Linked DNA regions of Pan troglodytes: region 1 is linked to region 2. The links are chromatin contacts, called in public HiChIP or PLAC-seq maps. All regions are on one chromosome and are shown on one strand. Each heading gives the region's core, a stretch centred on a gene start, on an enhancer-like site or on the middle of the called end of the contact. The rest is flanking DNA. Distances are from core to core; before and after follow the strand shown.

Evidence for each region. HiChIP or PLAC-seq counts read pairs in DNA pulled down with a chosen protein or histone mark.
Region 1: an H3K4me3 HiChIP or PLAC-seq map of stem cell-derived excitatory neurons shows a contact between it and region 2, with 11 times the contacts expected there. The contact joins the promoter of FCHO2 here to the promoter of FOXD1 in region 2. A contact is called at or near these places in 1 of 7 Hi-C or Micro-C datasets (stem cell-derived neural progenitor cells) and 1 of 1 datasets of contacts at active chromatin or transcription factors (stem cell-derived excitatory neurons).

What each region holds. Positions count from the first base shown.
Region 1 is chr4:43,098,530-43,102,383 of NHGRI_mPanTro3-v2.0_pri, reverse strand. It overlaps FCHO2 (FCH and mu domain containing endocytic adaptor 2), which reads left to right and starts at 2,565. Exons shown (of 23, transcript XM_054684296.2): 1 at 2,565-3,419. The coding sequence starts at 3,387.
Region 2 is chr4:42,604,925-42,608,779 of NHGRI_mPanTro3-v2.0_pri, reverse strand. FOXD1 (forkhead box D1) reads right to left here and starts at 2,547. Exons shown (of 2, transcript XM_016953158.4): 1 at 670-2,547. The coding sequence starts at 2,110. The coding sequence ends at 701.

The DNA.
Region 1 (3,854 bases), core at 1,316-3,815, 490 kb before region 2:
TTTTTATTTCACAAAGTACACTAAGGCCAGGTGTGGTGGCTCATGCCTGTAATCCCAGCACTTTGGGAGACCGAGGTGGGTGGATCACCTGAGGTCAGGAGTTCAAAACCAGCCTAGCCAACATGGCGAAATCCCGTCTCTACTGAAAATACAAAACTTAGCCAGGTGTGGTGGCGCATGCCTGTAGTTCCAGTTACTCTGGAGGCTGACGCAGGAGAATCACTTGAACCTGGGAGGCGGAGGTTGCAGTGAGTCAAGATTGCACCACTGCACTCCAGCCTGGGTGACAGAGCAAGACTCTGTCTCAAAAAAAAAAAAAAAAAAAAGTACTCTATCCTTTAAGAAGTACACTCAAGCCCACAAGAATTCTTTTGAATATATTTAAAGTAACATGAGAAAATTAAATCAAAAACTTAAATAATGACATTTTCTACAAACTCCAGGATCAAGCACCAATTAAAGAGGATGAGTAGGCTGGGCGCGGTGGCTTATGCCTGTAACCCCAGCACTTTGGGAGGCCCACACAGGCGGATCACTTGAGGTCAGGAGTTCGAGACCAGCCTGGCCAACGTGGTGAAACCCCGTGTCTACTAAAAATACACAAATTAGTCAGGCGTGGTGGTGGGCATGTGTAGTCCCAGCTGCTTGAGAGGCTGAGGCATGAGAATCGCTTGAACCTGGGAGGTGGAGGTTGCAGTGAGCTGAGATCGCACCACTGCACTCCAGTCTGGGCAACCAAGCGAGACTCTGTCTCAAAAAAAAAAAAAAAAGAGAATGTGTAAAAGATAATGGAATTATTACATATTCAAGGTCTCATCTACCTTGACATTTTTATGATAGATGTCATCATTCATTCATTCCCTGAACATTTACTGACTCTTAAGTGACAGGTATTATAGGCAGTGACTTGTACACTGTTGTTATCTATGTTGGTTTTTAATAATTTCAAAATGAAATACATTTTGATAAGCAAAGTCTAAGTGAGTGTGGCACAAATACTTTAACGCATATAAGCTCGGTGGCTCATGCCTGTAACCCCACCCAGCACTACCCACTCAGGAGTTTATCTATGCTCTGCCAGAATGTATGTTCATCCCTGGAAACCTCACTTGAGAGTGCAGAAGGAGGCTGATACCATCCACACTCTTCCTATACTACACAGTCTTGTCTGAAATTTAGTCACCTTAATCACTGTTTACTATAAAGTTCCACAACTTAAACATCAGGCAATTACAGGATATGGTGTTTCGGCCCTAATGAACCTTGCAAATACCTGAAATACTCAGAATACTTATTTTCATTCCAGATCTACTCCTAAATTTTAGGGGAGCAGAAGAATGCGAATGAAGGCCAGTAACTATTGTGAATACTATACTAAATTGTCAGTAGGTAATAGCCACACATTGGAACACTAACAAAAGGAAAATGTATGCTTGATACTACTGAGAAACAATACTTTGTCATGCAGGAATCTATAGCATTCAAGCTGAGATGAAGGATTTGACAAGTTAATTTGTCTTCTCTCTTACCTAAGCATTTCTGCTGCTCAAATTCTGACTCCAAAGCAGTCTCTGAAATGGGCAGCCATGCTATGTACAAATTTTCACTGCTTTTGGAGTTCACCGTTTGTTTTGAGGACAGAAGACAAAAGATAGGAAGAAGAGTTTTCCTGGGGCCTGAATAGTGTTCTTCACTGGGAGAGAGAATTTATGGTTATGAGCCAGTGTTCAGTATCAGATCACAAGTGGCAGAGGCACCCATTTTTTTTTTTTAATTAATGTGTGTGTGTGATATGTAAGTTCCTTTAGAGCATGGAGTCCAGGATAGAAGTCTCTCTTGCCCAGGTCTAAGGGTGCGGGGTGGGGGGGCGGGGGGCGCGGCGGTGGGAGGGAGTACTTTAGTGATACTAGGAATTTAATGCCAAAGGTATTTGCTGTGTGACCTAGATGGCTGAATTTTTTAAAAAGTTCTTCAGCATCGAGAAAAATCCAGTTAGACTGATATCTTAGAAAGCTGTAGCTTATTTCTAAGTTTGACTTTCCCCAAAACTAAGTGTAAATGTCAGTGATATGAGGACTTTTTAAAGAAACAAAATAAAGAAACAAGATACACAAAAATAGAGCAACTATGGCCAATCTTGTTTCATCCCTTTTCATCTATGACCTTACTCATACCCCTATCCATAATAAATGACTTTCAGCAAATCCTAGATGTTCTGCACCCTATATCTTTCTAACAGATATTCTTAAAAAGTATGACCACAATACCATTATCCAATTATTCCTTGTTCAACAAGCACTTACAATTTCATCCTTGTGAAAGGCACTTCATGATTTTTACTTGAGGATGAAGATAATTTCTCATGAATTCTCATTGTTTTAAGTCACCTGAAGAGGTGTGATATGCTACAATAAATCTATTTGTAGGGCTTGGCTTCAAGAACTGAAGATTCTGGACCTAGCTGATCTGGTGACAGTGAACTTGAGACCTCTAATAGCGTTTAATTATTTTTTTTTAACTTTTGGAAAGCAAGGTGTAGGAAGGGGATTTAGTTTTTCCATCAGGTCGAGGCATGTTAAGACTTGTTTCTTTTTCCAAAATGTCCAAGTTGCTAAAGAGAACTATGGACTATGGGTCAGGAAGTCCGTCGGTTTCGGGTCACATTCCGCTCCCGCAGGCCTGCGGGCCGCCCCAGCTGGTTTGTTCCCGGCGTGTTAGAGGTCAGAGGCCGAGGCCGCACTCAGTGCCTGGGTCTCGCGCAGCTCCAGGGCTCTCAGGCGACACTGGGCGTTTCCTTTCCGGCTTCGGAAAGTTTTGTTTTGGTTCAAGGAAAGGCGCCCTGTTGACCAAAGGCTTCTCAGTCTCCTCCGGGTGGCCAGCGGCCAAGTTTCCTCCAGCCCAGCGAGTCCAGACTATAGTCCGTTCGAGATCCTCGAAGGCCGGGGAAGCGAGTCTTGTGAGGAGAGAAAGCGAGTGGGCAGCCAGCCTGCCGACTCCACTGCCGCTGGCTGGCCCTTCTCTTCCCTCTGTCCCTGGGCTAGTGCCCGTCGCACCGCAAACAGTGCGAGCAGTCTCCCTGGTGGCTCCTCAAGGACCCAGTTCTCCACCATTCCTAAGAGAACACTCAACCCAGCCGCGCCCGGGATGCAGAGAGATCTACCAACACCCGAGAATGGGGACAGGGCGCATGCGCACACCGTGGCCGTGGCGTCTAAGTGCTCGCCCTTCGGCGGCAGCCGCTAGGTGGCGCATGCGCCCTGGAAGGTGCGGGCCGGTCTCTGGGAAGAAGGCGGCGGCGGCGAAAGGCGGGGGTGCTGTGGGGGCCGGGCCGTGTTTACACAGCGGCGGGCGGGCGCGGACGCGGAACCCGGCGCGGCGGCGGCACGATGGTCATGGCGTATTTCGTCGATAATTTTTGGGTAAGCTTAGGATGTTGGAAGTCGTGTGTTTCGAAGTCCAAGGCTTTTGGCGCCTGAGCTTGGCCTGCGTGCGCTTCGGGCGGCGGCGGCGGCCCCTCCGGCAGGGTGAGCGTCCTCCTGCCGCGTCCCGCCTGGGTGAGGTCCGGCGGGCGACCGGTCGCCAGCCTATAGGGACTCCCGGGCTCGCAGCCCTATGGGGACGGGGGCTGTCACCGCGGCCCGGGAGCCCGCAGCGGGGCCGCCGGCCGCCGGGGCTGGGACAAAGCGCCGGATGGGGCGGGAGACGGGACCCAGCCCCACCGGAGGCTCCCGGTGCCGCGCTCCGCGCGGGGCGTGCGCGGCAGCTCGGACGCGAAGGACGGGCCCGCGGCACAGCCGCCTCCCGCTGCGCGCTGGCTGGAAGAGCCGGGCGGAGGGGTTTTGCCTCCTGCCCTC
Region 2 (3,855 bases), core at 1,298-3,797:
ATTTTCTTTGAAAATTAAGCATTTTTATTTCTGAAAAAGTGTAAAAATCTTACATTTAGAATAGTACAATAATAATTGCCAGTAAAATTTACAATACTCCTTGTAAAGAATACGCAGTAAGTACAAAAAAATCCGCACGTCTGTTATGATACAAAACACAGGTTGAAATAAATGATAATTTTGACTTTTTTTCTTGTGTAAACATGTTAACCATTTTTCCTTTTCATAAAAAAATACACCAGACAAGTGTCCTCAAATAAAAAAGAATTGCTTCGCTGGCATTCTTCAAGACCTTTACTATTTTTGTATTATTCTTTTGACCATTATTTTTTAACGCCTGGACCTGAGAATCTCTACACCTCAAAAAGGCTTAGTTGTTTTTCATCTGCCAAACGCCAAGGGAGCCTCTAGTGCCTGGACAGGGCGGACTCCCTTCCCCGGCACCCTCTTCCTCCCTACCCCAGGTCGGGGGTTGGGGGGCTGTAGCATAGGTCGGCTTTGCATAAATAGAGGGACCCGCAGAGCCAAAAAGCGCGCCCGGGCTGTTGACAGTTTTGTCCGAGAATTCGCAGCGGCGAAAATGGGCGCGCGAGGTCGAGAGGGGCCGCGCCTGGAGGAGCGAACAAAACACCGAACCACCAAGACGAGAAAAGGAGCCGGGATTCCTACCTTCTTCCTCGAGCGCGCTAACATAGCGTTATTAACAATTGGAAATCCTAGCAGTGAAGTTCTCGACACTGGACAGGGCAGTCCCTTGGTGCAGAGTCCCCAAGGCGGCGGACGAGGAGACTGAGGAGGCGGCGGCGGCCGCGGCGGCCACGAGGGATCGGGTGAGCGCCGCCGCCGGGCCCACGGCCGCCTGCGCCGCGCAGCCTCCTCCGCTGGATCCGGGAGCTGGCGGCGCCGCCACCGGCGAGGGCGAGGGCGAGGCCTGAGCGGCGGCGGCGGCCTGCGCGGCGGCGGCGGCAGCGGCGGCCGGGCCCAAGCTGCCCCCGATGATGCTCTCGATGGAGAAGGGCGAGCGCGCCAGCGCTGAGGCGCCCGGGCCGCCCGCCTTGGCCGCGGAGGCCGGCAGGGGGCCGGGCAGGGCGGCGCCGAGCGGGTGTGGCCGGTAGCCGAAGGCGGTCCGGGCCAGCTCGGCGGCCGCGCCGTGCGGTGGCGGGGGCGGCGGGGGCGAGTGCGGGTGGAAGGCGGCGGCGGCGGCGGCGGCCGCTGCGGCGGCGAAGAGGGCCGAGGGAGGCGCGTAAGGCGGCAGCTGCAGGCCGTAGCCGCAGCCGTAGGGGCCGTAGCCGTAGGCATGCGGGGGCGGCGGGGGCGCGGGCGGGAAGAGCGCGGCGGCGGCTGCCGGGTCGCCCGCGCCCCCTGCGGCTCCCGCGCCGCGCAGCAGCAGAGACTCGGCGGCCGCGGCGTTGGGTGGGAGCAGCGGCTGCCGCTTGAAGCGCTTCCTCCGGCGCAGGAAGCTGCCGTTGTCGAACATGTCGGCGGACTCCGGGTCCAGCGTCCAGTAGTTGCCCTTGCCCGGGTTGCCGGGCTCGCGGGGGATCTTGACGAAGCAGTCGTTGAGCGAGAGGTTGTGGCGGATGCTGTTCTGCCAGGCGGGGAACTTCTCCCGGTAGTAGGGGAAGCGGCCGCTGATGAACTCACAGATCTCGCTCAGCGTCAGCCGCTTCTTGGGGCTCTGCAGGATGGCCATAGTGATGAGCGCGATATACGAGTAGGGCGGCTTCACCAGCGGGTTCTTGGCGCCGCTACCCGCGCTCCCGCCGCCGCCGCTGCCGCCGCCGCCCGCGCCGCCGCCGCCGCCGCCCCCACCGGCTCCTGCCCCCGCCGCCGGGGCCGGGCCCGGGGGCGCCGGGGAGCCCCCAGCAGGCGGGGCCAGCAGGATGTCATCGTCGTCCTCCTCCTCCTCTAGATCCTCCAGCTCGTCCTCCCCGGCGTACGAGCGCCGCCGCCGCCGCTGCGCGGAGACAGCCAGCCGGGGCCCGCCACCGCCGCCCTCGTCGTCGTCCTCCTCTTCCTCGTCTTCTTCGTCCTCGCCCTCCCCCACCACGTCGATGTCTGTTTCCTCGGCGAGGCCAGAGGCATCGGACATCTCAGTGCTCAGGGTCATAGCTGTGGCGCGGCGGCGGCGGGGCGGCGCATGGGGGCGCCGGGCTTCGGGCTCCCTCTGCGCCCCAGCCCGGGTCCCGGGCGGCAGGCCCGGCCGGGGGGCGCCACGCTGGGGGCGCTGCGACTGCGGCTGCCGGAGCTGCGCCGGGGCTGCCGGGTGGCGGCGGAGTCTCGCGCGCCGACTTTGTAACTCCTGCGCCGCCGCGGTAGCCGCGCGGATGCTGCGCTCCCTGGGCTCCGCTCGCGCCCGGCCCGGGCGGAGGACTTGACCTTCTTCTCTCGGAGCAGCTTTTGCCCCGTCGGTTGAGGAGGGGGTGGCGGGGCCCGGGCGGGCGAATCAGAACGCCAGGCGCCCAGGAACGTGCGGGACGGGTGAGAGTCTAAGAACAGAGCTCGGCGAGGCCAGGGCTGAGTCCAGGAGAGGGCGGACCTTCCTCGGCTTATAGCAGAAGGGGGCCTGTCACATGGTGTGCACGTCAGAGCGCTGCCGAGGGAAGGAAAGCAAGCCTAGGAAATCAGCCCTTCTCGGGAGAGAAAATTCACCCGTAGGAGGGAGGCAGCAGCTGAGAAGAGTGGGGAGGAGAGGGGACCTCACTATTTCTTGCCAAAGAGGCTGATGCCCGAATTACGCGGCTGTCTGCACCGAGGGCCGCTGCACGAGTTAGACTTCCCAGCCTCCTCAATTAGTCCTCCACCCTAACCTCAGAAGCACACCCGCGACACTCTGGTTTGACCCCTCGACAGCCTGTAGGAGCCTTCCAGCCGGGGGATAACCACCCCATCCTCTGAGGTGGCCCCTGGGGGACGCTCTGGGGTCGGTTGGGGGTGTCCAGCCCCTCCAGATCGGGCGAGCGGCCCCCCATTGGATCTGATGCGAAGCCCCCCAATTTAAGCACGGCAATAATTGTTTATTGACCCTTTAACCCATTCTCTTCGGTTTTACTCCAAAGACGTTTGTTTTCCGCCATCTGTTAATAAAAACGCTGTGAGACTGGCGTTTTACTCACTTCTCTGCGATTGAATGCCCTAGAGACTTGACAGTTAAACTAAGCCACTCTAATGAGACGATCTGACAAATGTCATGGGAATAAAGAACGTAATAATTGAATTCGGAGAAGAAATTGAAAATTTTAGTGAAAACCCAAATACACGCACAAAAATTGCACCTAGAAACTACTAGAAAGTTCGACCAGCCTGGCCAACATGGTGAAACCCCGTCACTACTAAAAATAGAAAAAAATTAGTAGGCGGCGCCTGTAATCCCAGCTACTCGGGAGGCCGAGGCAGGAGAATCGCTTGGACCCGGGATGCGGAGGTTGCAGTGAGCCGAGATCGTGCCACTGCACTCCAGCCTGGGCAACAAGAGCGAAACTCCGCCTCAAAAAAAAAAAAAAAACAGAAGTTCGTTCATAATGGGGCTATATAGTTCTCAGTAGGAGGAACATTCTAGTCAGCACTTTTCATAGTAATCTCAAAATACTTACATAACATATACATATTTCTACTGAGGCTTATTAATAGAAACTATAATGATAGATGACTTTAAGATAAACTTTTTAAAAATGTGTTTTTGGAAAATCCTTAAATATTGTTAATCCTTTCTGGTGAGATGAAAATTTTTTTATGAGATTAAAGTTCCGCTCAATTCAGTTTTCTTTTCGGGTGACAAGATAGTGGAAATAATTAAGATATGATGCTTTAAAAAATATACCTATCTTTATCACCAACTCAAACGAGCTATTTTGG